2 separate regions of the Rattus norvegicus genome follow, and region 2 is linked to region 1. Evidence: chromatin contacts called from public Hi-C data. All regions are on one chromosome and are shown on one strand. Each heading gives the region's core, a stretch centred on a gene start, on an enhancer-like site or on the middle of the called end of the contact. The rest is flanking DNA. Distances are from core to core; before and after follow the strand shown. Region 1 overlaps Sema5b (semaphorin 5B). Region 2 holds the start of Sema5b (semaphorin 5B).

What was found. A called contact is a pair of places that touch in the nucleus more often than the background predicts.
Region 2: a Hi-C map of psoas muscle shows a contact between it and region 1, with 4 times the contacts expected there. The contact joins the promoter of Sema5b here to the enhancer-like site in region 1. A contact is called at or near these places in 10 of 12 Hi-C or Micro-C datasets (the A7r5 cell line, Schwann cells, frontal cortex and 5 more) and 1 of 1 datasets of contacts at active chromatin or transcription factors (oligodendrocytes).

What each region holds. Positions count from the first base shown.
Region 1 is chr11:78,638,046-78,643,339 of GRCr8, forward strand. Sema5b (semaphorin 5B) reads right to left here. Exons shown (of 22, transcript NM_001415135.1): 4 at 1,595-1,640. Among named protein-coding and RNA genes, the nearest start is that of Sema5b, 90 kb to the right of the region's middle. Within about 2 kb of position 3,421, at least 12 of the 93 cell types and tissues checked have an H3K27ac peak or open chromatin away from gene starts, as enhancers often do.
Region 2 is chr11:78,727,940-78,733,335 of GRCr8, forward strand. Sema5b (semaphorin 5B) reads right to left here and starts at 2,650. Exons shown (of 22, transcript NM_001415135.1): 1 at 2,339-2,650.

The DNA of each region.
Region 1 (5,294 bases), core at 2,171-4,670:
GGGTCGTTACCCTTTGGGCATCGAACACTTTCTTCATGGGGGTCACTGATTAGATATCCTACATATCAGACAGTTATATTATAATTCACAACAGGAGCAACATTACAGTTATGAAATAGCAACGAAAATAATTTTATAGTTGGGGGGTCACCACAGCATGCGGAATCGTATTAAAGGGTCACAGCATTAGGAAGGCTGAGAACCACTGCTTTAAAGGTTCCATAAGCTCCCAAAACAGTGCCACCGATTGGGCATCAAATGTTAAAACCCATGAGCCCATGTGAGAATGTTCACCTTCAACTTATAATACATATGCATATATATACGCACATATATATGTGCATATGTGTACGTATATGATGTAAATGTATGTATATGTATATGTATGTATATGTATTTGTATATGTATATGTATATGCTCCTAGACCTTCAGAGGGTACCCACACCATGTTTATCAGCATTAGAAGAGCAGGTTGGCTTGGGAAAAGTATACATTCATGAACCCGTGGCATTTCCTTTCAACTTCCCTCGTTCCTCTGACCCCTCCTTTTTAACAGGTGCACCCTTTATGCCCTTAGATATTTCCTCTGGTATCCAGCCAAGAGGTGCAGTTGTCACTGAGGGTGTGGGCTGAGTTGAATGAAAGGAGACAAGAGGGTCAAACTAGCTTATCAAGGTGGTCTTAACCTTCCCTAACTGCTCGCTACTGCAAAATCCCACGCTGCACAGCCCAGCACATGATTAACGCCTGCACGATAACAGAATTCTTTGGATCCATCATCATCTTTCCCTGGAGTCAAACACCCTGCTTTTCTAATATCCTCAAGCTCCCAGACCAGTGCTGGTATTCAATAAGGGCCCAGGGAATGCTGCATTCTTAAGACAGCTCCCAGACAGGATGACGGAAGCTTGCCCCTCATTGAAGAAGAATGGCTGTCCTTTCTCTATAATGTTCGGCTCCGGCAGAGATAGTTTGGCATCTGTTTCTCAATCTGGGATAACTGTTCTGGATCAAGGAATCCCATTAAAAAGCCCCTCAGAGCACTTAGGGAATTATGCTTGGAGAGCATCTCTTGGCAGCAGATAATAAATCAATCACAGCTCAATGAAAATGCCAAGATAGACCAGGAACTGTCAGGCCAAGCAAAGAAAAGGACCAGAGACACCATCTCCCTTGGGGGCCCAAACCCTGGAACTCTCCTGTGGATTTTGGCTTTGCTCTTAGGGTGACTCACTGGTCCCATTTGCCCTGTGGAGTCCCATTTTTAGCCCTGAAAGTTCTGCATCTTGGCAAAACCCTCAGTTCCCAGCCAACAGGGGTGGGGGCGTCCCAGCCTGGGACCTCTTCTCCCCTTCCTTGTCAGCTTCTTTGCACAATGCAAGAAACTGAGCCTCCATGTGTGAGGGGGCTGCACCCCACGCCCACATGTCCTTCCAGCAGTGACTTTGGTCTCAGGGCTTTAGTAACCGTGACCAGGAAAAGAAGAGACGCTCCAGCACTTGATCCTAGGGCATGACTAGGTATCCTGCTACTTGCACTGCTCAGCTTCCAAATGCAGGAAAAAGTGCAGGAAAGGAGGAATACCAAACCTACCTGAAGGAGGGAAACATTGGCAAGGCTGAGTCTGAAGAGGTAGTTCCTGTGGAAACAGAACAGAAGTCACAAGTCACTCTTGACTCTGTAGGTAGGACCCTGGAAGGCAACCAGCCTAGGCCTCATGGGGTGCCAGGAACATGTCCTCTGCAGGACTTCAGGGCGAACCAAGCCCAAAGAGCTTCACCTCACCAAACCTTCACCCAGCCTGGCAGTTGCTATAGCCACCAAAAGGTCACCGAGGGTGTGGGCCAGGGTAGATGCAAGAAAACCAGAAGGTCAAACTAGCTTATCAAGAAGGTCTCACCTTCCCTAACTGCTCACTGCTGCAAAGTCCCATTGGACACCACCGAGGTCGCCACTAGCAGGACTGTGGAAGTGTGTGCAGACCACTCTCACACAGAGGCTCATATTCGGACTATATCCATTTTACAGTCCAAATATGAGGACTGTACAGGAGGCAGACTGTGTAATGGCCCAAGTCTCAGACCCAGTAAGTCAGAGACGGGGTTAACCTGCAGACTTCACGCTGTATCTGCTCCTGACTGACCCAGCAAGCGCAGGAAGGAACTACCAGAACCCGCTGTTAAATAAAAGTAACAGGATGCCACTGTTTTGGACTAAGTTCTGATCATGGGCCCCCAATGGAGCAGACTGCAGAATCAAAATGGAGTCACCTATGCTCACGGCAAATGCTTAAAATTAAAGCAAAATTGACCTTCAGAGACACATTCCGTGTCTCGGCTGCCATGGCAGTGAGGCACTCTCTGCTCGAGTCTTACGCAATGAAAGTGGTGTGAGGTCTCTACGGCTATTCTTGTATTTTCTATCTCCCTGTGTTCACTTCACAGGGAAGGCGACTTTGAAGTGGCCGGTCTGCTCTGTGTCATTTCCACTATCAACCCCTTCCCTTCTCTGTCTATAAAGCCAACCTCTTTGGCTAAGTCCAACCAGATTCCAGAACCAAGAAGAAGTCAGCGTAACATCTGCACACTGAACGGCTTCGTTTAGCTTGCGAGCTCACCTTTCCTAAGCATGGGGCTTGTTTCTGTCCAACTGAAAGTGCAAGGCCTCTTGCAGGGACGAAGACAAGACAGGCCTCCCACATGGGACCTGGGGTCCTGTGTGCAGCTTCGTCTCTACCCGGTTACTCTAAATTTGCCTTTTCCACAGCCTCCCCCTGGACCACTGCCTCCCAGAACAGCCAGCACAGTGCTCCCAGCCTCTACAGAACTCTCATGTAACAGCGGATGGCTCACAAGCCTTAATTGTGATGATTGATGATGACGATGATGATGACGACACCATCAGACACTCATCGAGAATTCAGCATTACCACTAAACCTATTGTGCTTAAAACTCTGCAGCCAGATGGCCAGGACTTAGAACACGGGGGTGGCAGACCCACTTGGTCAGAGGGTAGCAGGACAGAGTTCAGGTTGAGAGAACAGACTGTGGCTTAGAGAGATAGGGCTCCCAGCTCCGCCGTCTGCTGGGGCCTAGTGGGCCTCAGTGTCTATGTCTGTAAAATGGAAAACACGACCGTGCCTGGCTTATTCACAGTCCCCCGGAGACATATTTGAAGGCTTTACTAATGGCAAGTGGATGTAGCTCAGATTTTCCAAAAGAATTCTCTTTGTTTTTTTCTGTCTGCCTTTGGCCATCCCTCTTCAGGTTCCTGGACTTTTTAGGAATAATTAATCTAGGAAGTTCTGGCCACCTCAGCTGTGCTGAGAAGAAACGAGGAGAGATCGGGCCAGAAAGGGAAGGAGGGGGCCTGCTGAAGGAAGCCAGGGGTGGGAACCGGACACTTTAAGCTGGGAGATTCCTCTCCATGATTTGGCTGCTAGCCCAGGAGAAGCTGACTGCAGCTTCTCCTCTGGCCTAGGGCGGGGTGGCCTTGCCCATGACCTTGGCTGTAAGCCTCCACCGCCCCTCCCCAGACCCCTCTCTAGGTCCTTGGCAGAGCTTCCTGGCCTCCATGCTCCTGGCCCAGGGACAGATGGGCTCCAGCTTGTGGCTCTGCTCCAGCTGTGCGCTCAGGTAACACAGGCATCTGCTCACAGCTTTAACAAATTAAGGGAAGCAACACATCGCCCGATTCATTTTTATCCCATCGAAAACCATTCACCACAGCGTCTCCGTCGGCTCTCAGAGGAGCTGGGAGATGAGAGTGGGAAATCTCAGCATCCCGCCCAGCTCCCGGTCCCATAGGAGATAAGGCAGGCTATAAATGGATAAAAACATTTCCCAGCCCGAATTCCAGAGGTCCACGGGTGTCGGGGAGAGAGGGAGAGAAAAACCCAGACAGAGGAGAAAGAAAAGCGCTTGGAAAAAACAAGGGCAGGCTGTCAGAAAAGGCCCAGGATTCAGGACATAGGCTCTGGGGACAGAAGGAACCAATCCAGGAGGGAATGCTTTCTTCTCCGTGTGAAGGCAGAGCTAGGCTCAAAGATCCACGAGAAGCTGCAGAAAGAAGGCATAACCACCTTTTGCGTGGGACCTGAGGTGGATCTGGTGAGGCAGTGTGACCGAAGGCAGGTGACCATCTCTCTGCTGCTGCTTCACCACCTACGGTATGGGAGCGATCAGGATCTGCCTCCAGGGCTGACAGTGAGGCCTGGATCGTTTCCTGCATACACGGCTTACTATATATGTCTGTTGTGTGATGCACAACATGTTATCCGACTTATTACACCGATGCCACACAAAATAATGCATGTGGCGGGCATGTTTTCTCGAATTTCAGAACATAGTCTTGGGAAGCTACTCTTTGGGTATAAAAGGTATATATTATGTATGTTTCTGGGTTTGTTTGGTTTTAGTGTTTATTACACTTTAATTTAGAGTGTATGTGTGTGTGTGTGTGAGAGAGAGAGAGAGAAAGAGAGAGAGAATGAGTATGTATGTATGTATGCATGCATGCATACGTGTATGTATGTATGCATGTATGTATGTATGCATGCATGCATGTATGTATATGTGAACACATGAGTGCCATGGCAAGAATGTAGCTCCTGGGGTTTGAACCCAGTCAGGTTTGGCAGCAAGCTCCTTTATTTGCTGAGCCATCTCACCTGCCCTATTCGTTTGCTTTGCTTTTTCAATTCTTTTGAAGAGAAGTCCTCACTATGTAGCTTGGGCTAGTCTTGAACTCTAGGTGATCCTTCTGCCTCAGCTTCCCTAACGCTAAGGTTACAGATATGAGTGAACACACTCAGCCCAAAGTGCTGGCTGGTAAAACCTCAGCCAGGAGGAACGATGTCGTGAATATCAGTTTCTAGATTACATCACTGCGCTGTGGTTATGTGTGATGATGTTGCCACTAGCAGGACCCAGGAGCAGGGTATATAGGATCTCTCTGTATTCTTCTCTCAGCTGTGTGTGAGTAAGGAGCCTTCTCAACATACAAAGCAAAACAAGTGTTCGCTTGGGTTTACTGGAAAAGAAAGCCCGAAGTCGATCGCCTCTCAGGGAATGCAGGGGGAGCACCTAGAGACGCCTGCTTGTGAGGGCATGGCCTTTGCTCTCACTGAGTATTCCTTTGTAACTAGCATGTCGCCACACTCAATACTGCTATAAAATGATTACTTCATTCAGAGCAATTTTAAATGCTTTCTGCCCTAGCATCCCAGGGAGATGCCATAGAAAACAGACTCCAGGTTTATCCAGCTCAACTGCCTGCAGACCAGAGCTTGTG
Region 2 (5,396 bases), core at 1,400-3,899, 89 kb after region 1:
TTCAAATAAACCAAAGAACCGATGGGATGAAGAGCTTCCAAGTCAGGATTCATCCAATCCCAAATTAAAGGAGTAATCAGAGCACTTCTCCGTCTCCCTACTTTTCTAGTCTGGCCCTGGACATAAGGAAGTCTCCCTCTCAGACCCTTAGCCTGTAGGATCCTCTTTGTAAACAGGCAGCTGGTGAGGAAGGACTCCAGTCCTGTTTCCTCAGAGTCACCAAGCCCATCTTCTCTTAGGTAAGTCTAAGTTCATCGCTGGACACCAAGCCTCTCTGGGCAGGCATTCTGCCCCGAACCTTGGCATGTTTTTCAACAGCATCTGGTACTGATGGTTGCATCGTGGTGATTTAGACATGCTTGAGGTTCACACTGATGGAGATGTAGGGACGGGAGATCCGCCGTTCCTTCCTAAACTGTGGTGATAGCTGGTGATAGGGAGAAAGGACTGACGGAAGGACACACACACACACACACACACACACACACACACACACACACACCTACCTGGTACACAGACCTTTCGTGATTTGCTACAGTCTAGGTGGCCTTTCCTCCTGGACAGTCCTCACTAAAGCCCAGAAAGCCAGAAGGTTTTTGCTCCTCAGAAGTGATACCACCCCCACCTCCACCTTGTACTCTCGTTTTAACCCTTCTTCCCCCAGCACTGGGAAGAAACTAGATTCGCGACAGGGTGCTTTCTTTCCAAACCTCTTACTGTGCACCCCCCTCCCCCAGCACCAACACCAACACCACACACTCGTACTGGTGAGGTCGTATTCTAAAGCTCGAGTTCTCCTCTGCCCCTTCCTCAAGGTCGTGGACTCCGGAAAGACAAGAAACCACTTGTAAATGCCAAGGGGAAAAGAAGGCAAGGAGGGTGAGGAAGACTGGAAAGGGGTGGGCTAAAAGATTGGGAGTGGGTGGGTAAGGAGGTTGAACAGAGCACCGCAGAATGAGGTCCAAGTCAGTACACGACGGTGGGCAACGGGAGAGCTGAGACGGGTGGAAGGAGATTGAATTTACAAAGGAGTGGAGAAAAGAGATCGGAGTTGGGGCCAGTGAAGACAGGATCTTGTAGGTTCTAGACACAGGCAAACTTCCAATACCCCAGTCCTATTTAGCTGACCGAGAACGCATGGCCCACTAAGGTGGGCTGAGCAGATGCGCTCTGCGGACTCTTTTCTTCTCCAATGATCGAAAGCCAGAAGAGGATCGCAGGCCTGGGGACAAAGTCCCGAGGCCACCGCTCTAGAGCCAAACTCAGCGCCGACTCATGTCTGGCGCAGTGGGGCGAGATGACTCAGAACCAGGCCGGGTTAAGGCATCCAAGAGGGGTGAGATCGGCGCTTCAGGTGGTCGTCTGGTGCTTTAAAGTTTGAGGCCGGCCACAGAGCCCATATCGTTCGACCGATCCTCTCCACCTTCGCTTTTTCTCCTCGGATCATGCTGCTACTTCTGTCTCCACTCCCGCCCGGCTCGGGTCCCGGATCCCCTTTCCCCTTCTCATCCCTCGTTGTGCCCAAGCACACCCCCCACCCCCGCCTGCTCCCTCCTCCTCTCTGGATCTCCCGCACGACGTGAGCGGAAAGTGAATGGGCAGCCCCAATCACAAAGACAAATTACCATGAGAAAAATAAATCAGGAAATCGCCCCTCTAGTCCCGGGTTCCCGCCGCCGCACCCTCTTCTCTGGCTGAGGCGGGAGCGAGGGGCCCGGGGCTGCTCCATCCAGGGCCGTAGAGGACAGTCTGGGCTCCGAAGGGCCCAGATAAGGCTGGAGTACCTTAGGAGGTGGAGGGGGTCTGGGAAGAATCGGCGAGGTCCGGGTTGGTGGCCGCGGCAAGGGGACGTCCCTGCGCGGGAGATTTCACACTCTGGGCCGGCCACGCGTTCCCACGCGCCTCGCCGCCCGCACTCCCTCTCTGCCAGGTTTACCCGCCCGCCCTCTGCTGAGCCTCCATCTCGGCCCAGTCTCCGCGCCCCTGCCCAGCTCTCCCCCAGCCTTTCCCTGGTCGGTCCCCCTCCTCCAGGCCCGAGCTCTGTGTCTCCGCCGCGGCTGCAGCCTAGACGCGCTGATCGCAGCCCAGTGGAGCCAGAAGCCAGGGCGGGCGGGCGGGTATCGGGAACGCAGCAGCACCGGTGGCGCCCCAGTCGAGGTGGCCCCAGACATCACTGAACCCCAGGGGCTCGCTCTCCAGCCCCCTGAAGCCTCCCCAACCTGCCTCCAACTTACCAGCGCCCCCGGACTCCCAACCCTCTACCCATCCGAGTTGCTGAAGTTTGCAACTCGCAGCCCCAGCCGGCGAGGAAAAAAGCTCCGGGAGCTCTCGGACTCACCTCCCGGCAGCACGCGCAGGTGCTGGGCTCCCCGCGGCCCTGGGCTCGGGGCTGTGTGACCACAGGGACGAATCCGAGGGCTGGCGGCCGGTCTGGGAATGGGATGGACGAACAGCAAGGATCCCGGGTATGGGCTCAGCACTCCGTCACAGTCTCCGACTCCTGTCGGGCCCGCTGCGCTCCGGCTGCTCCAACAGCCGCTGGATGCGCGGCCGACCCGCCGGGCTCCGCGGAGCTGGGCTCCAGCATCAACCCCCGCGCTCCAACTAGCTCCAGACCCCGCGCGCCGGAGCGAGCCGGGAGGAGGAGAGTGAGGGAGCAGGAGGTGGGGAGACGTGGGGGAGGAGTTGGGAGCCAGAGGAGAGAAGGAGGGGAGCGGGAGAGAAAAGGAGGAGGGGGATGGAGAGGACCTGCGACTGCTGGCGCTTCACCCGCCAGCCCGGAGGAGCGCCGGAGAGCGCGAGGGGGCGCCCTGCATCCCCATTTCGCCCCCTAGCAGGACTCTGGCCCCTAGCCTGCGAGCTCTGGGGATGGGTGGACAGAAGCTGCCTCTGTCCTACGTCTCTAGCCTTTGCCATCGTTTGCCAGGTCCTACCTTACCGTGCTCTGCCACCCCTATCTCAAACCAACTCCAACTTGGAGCCTAAGCTCCCCCATCCCAACACCCCCCCCAGAGTCCCCCAAACCCCAGCCCTTTTAGCCAGGGAGAAACATTTTTCTGCCTGTGGATTTGAAATGTGAATGAGTAAAGGACCGCGTACCAAACCCGGGAGATTGTCATAAACTCCAGCAATAGCGAGATGCTAAGCTGCTGAGCTGAACCGAAAAGCTAGAGCTGACCGGTTGCTAGTTAGCCTCACACGCCACAAGACCTTGGGTGAACCTCTCCAAGTCTTAGTTTCCTCCGCTGAAGGCTGGCGTTGGTGATGTGCACCCTACCGAACCTGGTATGAAGAACCAGTAGGGGATGCAGGGAGTGAGTTAATGACTTCGGGCACACTGGGAGGGTATCCAAAGGATGCTCGATCCTAGAGAGGCAGAGTAATCTCCGCAGCAGAGGGACCCTTAGCGCAGCCACGCCAAGTAAGGCGGGATTGTTTCCAAGTTTAAGTGATCTAGTGTTTCTGGTGGCTCGAAGTCGGCAGAGAAAGTCGTGGAGCGCAAGCTTCAAATGCTAGGTGTCAGGGCTACTAGCACCGATGGGAAGGGAGCCCTCTGCTGAACAAAAGGGGTACTTTAATGATAAAATAAGATGAGCTAAGGAAGTGAAGGAGTGGGAAAGACAAAGGACCCGAACAATTTAAACAAGAGAAGTGTGCTTCTAAGAGAGATCCAGAAAGCACCGCCAAACAATCCTTTGGTAGAATGAAAACGTTAGACTTTCTGGAATGCTTTGGAGAATTTGAACAGACTGCAGGTGAAGCAGTTCGCGTGACAAAATGTTAGGTAAAGGAAACCTCGGGAAAAGCAGAAGGCTGGCGGCAGTAGGAGTCCGGAGATGCAGGCGGTAGGAGTCAGGATGCACACCCTCCCAGTCCTTCCAGAGTGGTGGAACAGAAAGGGTGTGCTCTAAGAAAGCCCTTTATGGGGTGCCGTGAAATGGGAGGCAGTACCAGACCTCAGAGATGGAGACTTTCCAGGGCAACAGAATGCTGAAGCTTGTCATGTGCTGCATAAAGAAGAACTCACAAAGATAAAACCCATTCTGGGCCCGAAAGGAGCCGCAAAGACCTGGAGGAGAGGAAGCATAGTCCGTGCACAGACACATCTAAGCCAGAGGTCAGCTCTGAAGAAGCAGTGCGAGCCGCACAGACCAAGAGGCCTGGAGAGTAGAAGCCAGTTTCCAGAATCTCTGGACCCCTTCCCAAGCTGGATGCATTGCCCCAACCCTCCCCCCACACTCCCAATCCCTAGAGGACTGATTTTGCCATTGCAAAGGTACAAGTATTTGGAATATAGAACATCTCTTTTTCGAAGATTTTTTTTTTTTTTGGTTCTTTTTTTTCCGGAGCTGGGGACCGAACCCAGGGCCTTGCGCTTCCTAGGTAAGCGCTCTACCACTGAGCTAAATCCCCAGCCCCTCTTTTTCGAAGATTTATTTTGCATTCTACATGTTGGTTTGTGTGTCTGTGTGTGTATGTTATGTGTGTTCCGGCGCCCACGGAGACAAGAAGACGTTGAATCCCCTGGATCTGCAGTTGTTGAGTTACCTGATGTGGATGCTGGGAACCACACTGAGGTCCTCTGCAAGAACAGCAAGGGCTTTTAACTGCTGAGCCATCTCTCCAAACCCTAGAAACACCTTTGATTAAGACAAAAGCATGGTATTCCATAAACTGCACGGAATAAGGAGAGGCTGTTTGGCTGGCTGGGAGAGGAGGCAAATGCCTTCTGGATGATTCTGTGTGTCTCTTGAAAAGCACTTGAAGCCTCCGTCCTTCACACATCTTCCCACCGCCTTCCCCTTCCCACTGTTTGCACTCTTCCCTCTCTCTCCTCTTCCCACCATCATCCACATCCCTTCCTGGCTTCCCCTCTCCGTCTTATAAATGAGCTGCGGAGGGAGGTTGGCTCAGGAAGAGGAGAGGCAACACCCTTGTCTGGGGAAACAGGAAAAGTAATCATCATCTTCAGGGAGGAGCTGAGAAGGAGACACTCAGAGGCACAGGCTGAGGAACAAGCCTGCTTGCAACACTGAGCTAATTAATCCTAATTGCATCCTACTGTGTTGTATTGATTACCAGTGATTACTCAAGGACTCTCAATCCCAGAGAGTTCCAGAGGATGGACACTAAGAAAGGGACAGTTTCCTCATGAGCCTGGCTCACCACCTGCTCCAGGCATCCCCTGGTGCTTGGCCAACCCAGCCTGGAGAGAATCTTAGAATTATTTACTTGGAACAAAATCCAAAGGGCTGGTTCCAGCAGCAGCAGCAGCAGCGGCGGGAGCATCTCCTGCCACTTTCTTAGACCTTTGCAATAACCTCTGTGATAATTACTCCTAGTAAGAGCCATCCTCCACCTATCTGAACACTGTTAATTAAGCTGAATGTAAATAT